Regions from separate parts of the Sus scrofa genome. Here region 2 is linked to region 1. Evidence: chromatin contacts called from public Hi-C data. All regions are on one chromosome and are shown on one strand. The core of a region is the stretch at or near the end of the contact, and the rest is flanking DNA. Distances in the headings are between cores, read along the strand shown. Region 1 holds the start of LOC100736865 (PLASMODESMATA CALLOSE-BINDING PROTEIN 4-like). Region 2 holds the start of RAB3A (RAB3A, member RAS oncogene family).

Region 1 (4,590 bases), core at 535-3,034:
CGGGCCCAGGAACAGCACCATAGTCCCTGGTGGCACATGGGAGCCAGCCAGGGGCACTGTGCCATGGGAGGCCACGGGCGGCAAGGCGGCGGTGGATCCCAGCCAGCCAGGGGAGCTGGTGGCGTCGGTGCAGGCTGTGGAGAAGATAATCATCCATGCCGCGGTCATTATCCAGGCGTGTACGCGCGGCTACCTGGTGCGCCGTACCATCAAGGTGTGGCACCAGTGGGCCATCATCATCCAGGCTGCCTGGCGAGGTTACTGCGTGCGGCGGGACTTGGCCCAGCTCTGTAGAGCCGCCACAATCATCCAGGCTGCGTGGAGAGGCTTCTGCGTCCGCCGGAGCCACACCCAGCAGATGCTGCTCCCAGCTGTGTGGGCTGCAGTGGGCGGGGGTGGGGGTGGGGCCAGGTCAATATCTGACCACCGCTGCTACCAGTCCTGCCAGCCACACGCTTGTAGCCTCTGCCAGTCCCTGAGCTCTGGGCTGGGGAGCCCACCCAGCGTGGTGATGCTTGTGGGTTCCAGCCCCCGTACATGCCACATGTGTGGCCACACCCTGCCCACGCGGGTGGTGCAAGGTACCGGCCGGGGTGCTGTAGTCCAGGCCAGCATGCCACGGGGCTGCAGCATCCAGCCAACCTCCCGGAGCCCCCCGCAACCCCATAGCCAGAACAAGGCAGCCACCACCATCCAGTCCTCCTGGAGGGGCTTCAGGGTACGCCGCCAGCTGAAGCAGCAGCAGGTAGCAGCTAAGATGCTTCAAGCGAGCTGGCGTGGTCGCTGCACCCGGGCCTCCCTCACCACGGATGCGCTCTTGGGCCCAGCAGCATGGGACAACTCACGGCACACGCAGTGGCCAGGCGTCTAGGACATTGGCTTACCGGTGGGGGGACACCAGGGCAGGAGCCATGTGGCTCTCTGGGTCTAATGAATAAAGCCCTCCACAGCCTGAGTCTTGGTCTACCTGTGCTTATGGGGCATCTTGGGCATGGTGTGTTGGGGGAATTAGGGGGGCATCTGGAACATCCTGGACAGGAGGGCCCCAAAACTTCCAACCATGGAGTTGGCACTTGGGGTCTGTGGCTGGGGAGCCCACCCCTAAGCCTTTCCTGGAGGTCAGGGCTGCCACTGTGGCCTCAGTGTGCCACGATATCCATCCATGATTACAGGAACAGTGTCAGATGGAGGCCATCCCCAGTGCCTTCCAGAAGCCAGTCTCTGGGGACCTGACCTAGAAGGGCCGTCATGAGTCCCTTGGCCCTTGAAAGTCCTATGGGTGCATGCATGTGTGCCTCATTCAGGAAATACCAGAGAGAGTTCTAGCCACATCTTGATCCAGGGCATGGGGGGGTGGGGGGAGGCTGGGTCTACCTCAAGGGACCCTAGTCTGGGTGAGGGAGAGCCAGACACAGACATCCTTAGTTGGTGGGATCAGGGACAGGGCAGAGAGGGAAGGCAAGGGCTGGGGACACCCAGAAGGGGCAGCCTGCCCAAGAGGAGGTGCAGCGGGCGGTGACAGCATGAGTTTGGAGCAGCCACAGAGGGGGACCAGAGCGGCGGGGGCACCAGGGGGAACTGGAAGGGGTAGAGGTGTCCTGAGGGACTAGGCAGAGTGTAACTGCTTCAGAGTCATGAACCAGGAGAGTTCGTTAGGAGAGGTGGGTAGGCCAGATGGAGAAAGGGGGTCAGGAGTGTCACCTCTGGTGAGCAGTAGCGCCCCCTGGAGGCCCTATGTCCCGAGGGTCCGCCTCTGACGCTCCCCTGAGCAGCCCCGCGTGCTGCCAGCAGGGGACGCGCAGGGGTAAGAAGCCGGCACCTGCCACACACCTGTGCAGAGCCCGCCCTCCGCTTCCCGTCGCAAGAATGGCGGGCTCCCAGCTGCCGCCGCTGCCTCTTCTGCTGTTGGTTCTCTTGCTGCCGCTGATACCTTCTGGTGAGAATTTTCTACTGACATTTCAGGTAAAAACAGGTAAAAAGGAGATCCGGCTTCCACGAAGCCGGAGAGGGCGTATGGCCTAGCCACACATCTGGCGGCTAGACTTCTCCCGCAGGCTGGTCTGCAGGTGCCCCCTATCTCCCAAAGGGCTGTTCTTTCTACCAGAAGTAAGGTGGGGAGGTCACGAGAACAGTGGGAACACTACAGCGTCTCCACCCCCTACCCCAGCCCAGAGAGCTCCCAGTTTTGCCAAGCCAGCGTGACCCGAACCAGGGAGAGGCTAGTTGAGTGCCTCACACCCAGTCTGAGGTTCTATTTCAAACCTCAGTTTCTCCTAGCCAGTCCTCAAAGAGTAGGGACGCCAGGACCATGAGGAGGCGGGGTGGGCAGGAGGAGGGCTCACTTTTTGGTCACTGAGCATCTATGGCCCCTGGGAGTTCTTGGCGCCTGACAGTTACTTTCTGCTTCACTTTGAGACAGTTCCCAGGGCAGAGAAGAAATTATTGCAGCCCTTCCCATCCCACCAAGTCATCATTCCCTCTGACCCACGTCCCCACCCCAAACCTGGAATGTCAGAGTGGCGGCCACCAAGCCTGAGACTCTTACAGCGAAGACTTCACTCAGAAGGCAGTACATTTGTCCCCATTTCATAGCTCAGGAAACTGAGGCTCAGCCTGTGGTGGACCCAGATTAGAACTAGTTGACTTGGCTCATGCCAGCCTCCTGGTCCAGGAGTCTCTGGGCAAGGCAAACTCCTGGCACAGTGTGCAGAAACAGCCCCACTTTACCTTCTGGTCAACTCTGCTCTGTGCCAGGTACTCAGTGGAGCTTGTGCCCCCACCACCACCTCCTCTTTCCAGGTCCATTAGTTTTCCTCCGTTCAATTGAAAAATTTAACTCCTCAGACGTCTGGTTTGGCTTAGGGTCCACTGTGGCCCGAGTCATCTTCATTTCAGCAGAAACCTCTCGTCCTCTGGATTCATCTTCAAATGATGGTGGGAGGCAGTTTGGGGAGGCTGGACTCTTAAGTCCTTGGTTTCTTTGAGGTCCTTAAGGGGCCCTCTTCCCTCTCTCTCTGTCACCTCAGGCCAGATGTTAAACTATTCTAAGCCTCAGTTCCCCACCTGTAAAATGGGGATGAAATAAGGCTAGTGCACCATGCTACTTCTAGACTCATCTGTCATCCCCACAGGGCCTGGGAAATTGGACCGAGAAATGGAGGTCTGTTTATGAACCAAGCTCCCTCCTGGGCCCAGTACTGGATGTTATTTCCGCATTTCTACTGCTTGGGGTGAGGCAGGGTAGAAGCACAAAGATCAGTACAGGGCAGAGTGGGTAGGGGTGGGGCAGGGAGTAGTTGATGAATGAACTTGCAAGCAGTGAAGCTGCCCAGCAGCCTGGAACTGGAAAGGAAGTAATTGTGGGCAGTGAGTCATGAACTCTTTACCCACCCTCAGCCTGGCCCCGGGGCTCAACGTTTAGGATGGGGTAGGAGCTAGGGAGTAGCTGGAGCAAGGCAGTGGGGGCTTCAGAGCCTTGATTCACTCACTGTTCCTTTTGCGTCCCCTTAAAACTCTGAGTTTAGCCATGGGACCTTCCAGGTACCTGGGGAAGAAGGTTAGGGCTGATCCTCCTTGGGTGCTCAGAGGTGGCTCTGTGCCTGCTTGCAGCATTGTGTCGCTATGTGCCAGACACCTGTGTGACTTCTCAGAGTCTCTGACTTCCTGTGATGTCCATTTTACAGACAGAGAAACGGAGTCCCAGAAAGTTTAAAAGAGTTGCCCAGCGTGCTGCCTGCGGGTGTAGCCATTCCCTATATCCAGAGGGCATCTATCTTCAGAGCCCTGAATAGGGGGCAGGGAAGGTCCAAGCCGGATTGGATGTCAGATAAGAGACTTCAGACAAGGGCACTTTGGTTTCCCACTGAGCACTCATATGGTGCACTAAGTCCTCCAGATCACCCTAGGCAGTGGGTGTGTACTGTCTGGTGTAATAGGGAAAGAGGCATCCAGAGGGAGGTGGGGAGTTCCTGTTGTGGCTCAGCGGGTTAAGAACCTGACTAGTATCCATGAGGATGCAGGTTTGACCCCTGGCCTTGCTCAGTGGATTAAGGATCCAGTGTTGCCATGAGCTGTGGTGTAAGTCACAGATGTGGTTCAGATCCCACATTGCTGTGACTGTGGTGTAGGCTGGCAGCTATAGCTTCAATTCGCCCCCTAGCCTGGGAACTTCCATATGCCATGGGTATAGCCCTAAAAAAAGCAAACAAAAAAAAATGAAAAACAAACAAACAAAAACTGCGACAGAGGGTGGTTGGGGCCAGGGTCACACAGTTCTGTTCCTCATCATATGCTTCCTGCACCACAATGGTGTTTCCTTTCCAGATACTATGGCCTCAGATGCTGCAAACTCATCTTCTTCCTTAAGCTACCCAGCAGAAGAGGGCCCAGAGACAAGCGTCATCATGCACCCTAGCACCTCTAGTTCAGAGGCAGATTCCACAACCTCCCACCCTGCTTCAGATTCATGGGCAACCACCACCCTCCAGCCCACTTCCCTACAACCAGAGTTAAGCTCCCACACCAGCTCTGGCTCCCCGAGTACAAAGCTCCCCCTCACCTCCCACTCCAGTCCCCCAAGTTCCATCTCCT
Region 2 (4,590 bases), core at 1,016-3,515, 45 kb after region 1:
CTCTGAGTCTCCTTTTGCCAGGAAGGAGGAGGGAGGATTCTTGAGTCTCCGTCTCTTAACTCAGGAACCAGGGAGGGGTAAAGCATCTCCGACCCTGCATCGTTATTGTTGGTTTTTAAACCTTGTTCGTATCCTCCCTGTTTCCCATGCCTTTTACTGCAGGCTTTGCGAGTTTGGGGGACAGGCCGTCTCTCCGCCCTGCTTCCGCCATTTCTTCGAATTTTTCTCTGGAAAATGGGGCACAGGAACGAGAGGGGTTCCCGGAGCGTCCATCAGCTCTTTCCTTCCTTCTGGGAATTGGGGAAGGGTGGCTCTCTTGGTCCCAATTGCTTCTTTCTCCATCTCATTAACAGGGTGGAGCATCCACCAGCCCGGCTCCCTTTGGGGATCTAACATCTCAGAAATTAGACAGGGTCTATCTTTACCCCTATTTCTGTTTTTTCTTCTTTTGCACTTATTTTGAAATAGGAGACATGGAGCATCTTCTCGGTTCCTTTTTTCTGAAACTGGGGTGTTTAACGAGAGGTCACGGCACTCAGGACTGGGCGGGGACCCCCTGATCCCGGACCTGGGGTGCGCGGGGGTGGGGAAGGGGAACGCCCCCAGAAGACCAAGGCTCCGCCAAAGCCTCAACCTCTCCGCCCTTCAACCACTCGGGAACCAACGCTGGACGAGAGGAGGGCCGTGACAATCTTTTATTGGCTATTTAGCAAATCGCTTGAACACTTAAGCCAATCATAAGGCGCCGTGAAACCCCGCCTCCCTAACACTGGAGAGAGGTGGCCCCAGCAGGCGATTCCTCCCCTCCGGCACTGCTTTCGCTAGCTACTGGATGCGCTCGCTGGGCCCCGCCCCATTCTCGCGTCAATCTGCGTGGGGAGCCTCGCCCCTCCCCGCTCTGCGTGTGACAGTGGACCCTATCTCAATGCGTGGCTCCGCCCCAGGATGGCGTCACGGCCGTATCTGCATGTGAGGCCCCGCCCTGCTCTTTGCAGGACGTCACCAAGGACTGCAGGGGCCTGAGCCGCTGCCGCCGCCTCCGCTGCCGCGCAGCCCCACATCAACGCACTGGGGGCCCCGTCGCCACCGCTAGGGTCACCACCACATCACTGCAGGGCAAGGTGAGCTCCCGAGTGTCCCTGTGCACTCCCGCTCGGAGTACCTACATAACCTTCATTTGACTGATGGGCTGGCTGGGGTGAGAGACGAGGTTGGCAGGTGTTAAATGAGGGGAAGGATGCGGCGGTCGCGAGCCTGGGGAGGGGTAGGTTCCCCTTACCTGCTGGATCCTCCTCCCCACCCCCACCTCTCCACCCCGGTTCTGCGGCGGAGGGGGAGGGGAGACGAGACGGGTGCCTTGCGGGAAGCTGTGCGCGCGGGAGGCTCCATGCGTGCGCGTGCGCGTGGTGTGCACACGCGTGTGCGCGCCCGCCTGTACCGGCCGATTTGTGTGTACCCTTGCTTGGGTCCCAGGGTATGCTCTTGTGACCCCCCCGGGTTTCCCTACTCAAGTTTGTGCATGTTGCACGCGTGTGGAGGGGGACGCGTGGACTATGCGTGTGCGTGCACAGCAAAGTGCATACATGTACAGAGATGCGTGCCCATGTGGGTGACGTGTACTCGGCTGCATAGGTGGAGGACACAGTGCGCACGGGTGGATTTGCTCATTGGTATATGCATGTCGGTGTGCAGACAGGTGTCTGCCTCTGTCCTGTGCGCCGAGTGTGTTCGATGCTCAGATATGCACGAATGTGCCCTGGTGTGTGCCCTGCTGTGTGCACGTGAGCGTGAGCACGCCCTGCTCCTATCACGTGGGGTAGCTGCTTCAGCCCGAGCTCTCCCAGCCTGGGAATCTGGGAGGACTGCAGATACGCGTCCCCGCGGGTACCGTACACGCGTGTGCACGTGCGCTAGCGCCGCTCAGTTCTGAGGAACGTGAATGATTGATAGGGGGCGGGGCCGGCCGCAGTCACTCCCCTAGGCACAGCTGTAGGGCTTAGGTTGCTGTCGGACCAGGGGCTCCGGCCTGCAGCGATGTCTCCATCCCTTTCGGTCTGAAAGTCCTCCCCTGAAACCTTGGGCCTTTCAAGGTCAAGGCCCGCCCTCTGCTGTGGGCCCCACCATTAGTACTGGGGCTCCTGACGGGATAAAGGTAATCTCTGTCTCACTCTGGGAGCTCTGGAGTTCTTCCATCCTGAGTCTGGGCTTGGGCGTTTGGAGTTGGAGGGCGACCCTCTCACGCTCGCCTATGCCCCGTACCCCCAGATGGCATCTGCCACAGACTCGCGCTATGGGCAGAAGGAGTCCTCGGACCAGAACTTTGACTACATGTTTAAGATCCTCATCATTGGAAACAGCAGTGTGGGCAAGACATCCTTCCTCTTCCGCTATGCAGACGACTCCTTCACGCCTGCCTTTGTCAGCACTGTAGGAATCGACTTCAAGGTCAAGACCATCTACCGGAATGATAAGAGGATCAAGCTGCAGATCTGGGTGGGTCCAGCTGGGGGAATTCTGTCTCCATCACTCCCTCTCTGTCCCAAAGAGCAGCCCAGCTTTCCCTATTGCTTTCCTGTCTAGATTCATTCATTACACACTGAGCATTTTTTCAGGCCCTTACTGTGTACCACAGGATAGAGGCACAGAAGAGGGTATCTCGGTTCTTTCAGTGTGTCATCGGTGCTCTCCAAGGGTGGGGAAGTAGCAAATGCCAGGTAGGTCCTCTCCTACCTCTGACATCATTGGACACATCATTTGCTTGGTGCCTCAGCTTCTCTCCCCATCTTCAGCTTCCTCCATGTGGCTCTGTATGAGGTTTCAGAGAAATCTTGACCCCCCCCCCCACCTCATTCTCCGAGACAGGAACAGGCTCCTCTAGCCACCTCCCTCAGTGCCTCTGAGACATGAGGGAGCCTGCTAAATCCAAAGTCAGAACCATCCCTTCTCTGTTCACAGTTCTGCCAAGGCTCCCACCTCATCTGGGTTAAACCTGTGCCTTCTCCCCCTGGCTAAGATCCTGTGTGGTCTATCCTTGTTGATACCCAATCTCATTTGTATCCCTCCATCTCTACCTCAGCCTCTTCACTGTCTCACTGTTCCTCAAATATACCAGACATAGTCCACATCTGGGCCTTTCCCTGGGCTGTGCCTTCTGCCTGGATTACCTTTCTTCTTATCTCTGCAGGGCTCCCTCCCTCATCCTTCAAGTTTTTTGTTTTTTGTTTTTTTTTTTTTGTCTTTTTAGGGCCACACCCTCAGCATATGGAGGGTCCCAGGCTAGGGGTCTAATCAGAGCTGCAGCTGCCTGCCTACACCACAGCCACAGCAATGCCAGATCCAAGCCATATCTGCAACCTACACCACAGCTCATGGCAACACATCCCCAACTCACTGAGCTTGGCCAGGGATCAAACCCACATCCTCTTGGATACTAGGTGGATTTGTTTTCGCTGCACCATGACAGGAACTCCTGATTTTGGTCTATTTTGGTTTTTTGTTTTGTTTTTGTCTCTCTCTCTCTTTTTCCTCTTTTGTTCTACCCAGTTATGTGGTGGGTTTCTTGCCCTTTTTGGAGGTTTAAGATCTTCTGTCAGCATTCAGTAGATGTCTTGTACGAATCTTTCTACATGTAGATGGGTTTTTGTTTTTGTTTTGTTTTTTTTGATGTGTTCATTGGAGAAGATGAGTACCTTGTCTTACTCCTCTGCCATCTCAATCCCGATGCTATTGGTTTTTGTTTTTTGCCCACACCCAGGGGCATGTGGAAGTTCCCAGGCCAGGGGTTGAACCCATGCCACAGTGGCAGCCCAAACCACTGCAGTGACAACGCTAGATCCTTAACCATTTGTGCCACAAGAGAACTCTCTGGTGCTTTTTTTTTTGGTCTTTTTGTCTTTTTGCCATTTCTAGGGCCGCTCCTGCGGCATATGGAGGTTCCCAGGCTAGGGGTCCAATCGGAGCTGTAGCTGCCGGCCTACACCAGAGCCACAGCAACGCGGGATCCGAGCCGCGTCTGCAACCTACACCACAGCTCACGGCAATGCCAGATCCTTAACCCACTAAGCAAGGCCAGGGATCGAACCTGCAACCTCATGGTTCCTAGTTGGATTCGTTAACCACTGAGCCACGACAGGAACTCTACTCCCTGGTCCATTTTGTTAACACCTAGGTCCCTAGTGCCTGGCACAGGTCAGTGCCCAGCACATATGTGCTGAATGAATGAAGGAACGATTCTGTAGCTACCTTGGGATGACTGGGTACCACATTCCCGGTGCAGGCAGCCTACTCACTCTCCCTGACCCACTGTGCTCCTAGGCAAGCCCCTACTCCTCTGGGCCTCAAGGGGGTGGATGATTTCAGAGTTCATTTCCACTCTTAGGAGCTTCTGTGTGTGTCCTCTCTGCCACTCATCTCTTCTTCCCCAGGACACAGCGGGGCAAGAGCGGTACCGGACCATCACGACAGCCTATTACCGGGGCGCCATGGGCTTCATCCTCATGTATGACATCACCAATGAAGAGTCCTTCAATGCAGTGCAGGACTGGTGAGCATGCCCCACCCACTCTCAGGTGGTTTTCAAGCCAGGCTTGA

The links. Hi-C and Micro-C count contacts between places; a contact is called where the count stands out from the background.
Region 2: a contact with region 1 is called in a Hi-C map of skeletal muscle, with 2.5 times the contacts expected there. The contact joins the promoter of RAB3A here to the promoter of LOC100736865 in region 1. A contact is called at or near these places in 18 of 47 Hi-C or Micro-C datasets (alveolar macrophages, blood, embryonic fibroblasts and 10 more) and 1 of 2 datasets of contacts at active chromatin or transcription factors (skeletal muscle).

Annotation. Positions count from the first base shown.
Region 1 is chr2:59,557,123-59,561,712 of Sscrofa11.1, forward strand. LOC100736865 (PLASMODESMATA CALLOSE-BINDING PROTEIN 4-like) reads left to right here and starts at 1,785. Exons shown (of 3, transcript XM_005654894.3): 1 at 1,785-1,936; 2 at 4,324-4,590. The coding sequence starts at 1,867. It overlaps KIAA1683, which reads left to right. Exons shown (of 2, transcript XM_021083531.1): 2 at 1-955. The coding sequence ends at 871.
Region 2 is chr2:59,602,124-59,606,713 of Sscrofa11.1, forward strand. It overlaps RAB3A (RAB3A, member RAS oncogene family), which reads left to right and starts at 2,266. Exons shown (of 4, transcript NM_001123179.1): 1 at 2,266-2,493; 2 at 4,425-4,543. The coding sequence starts at 2,266.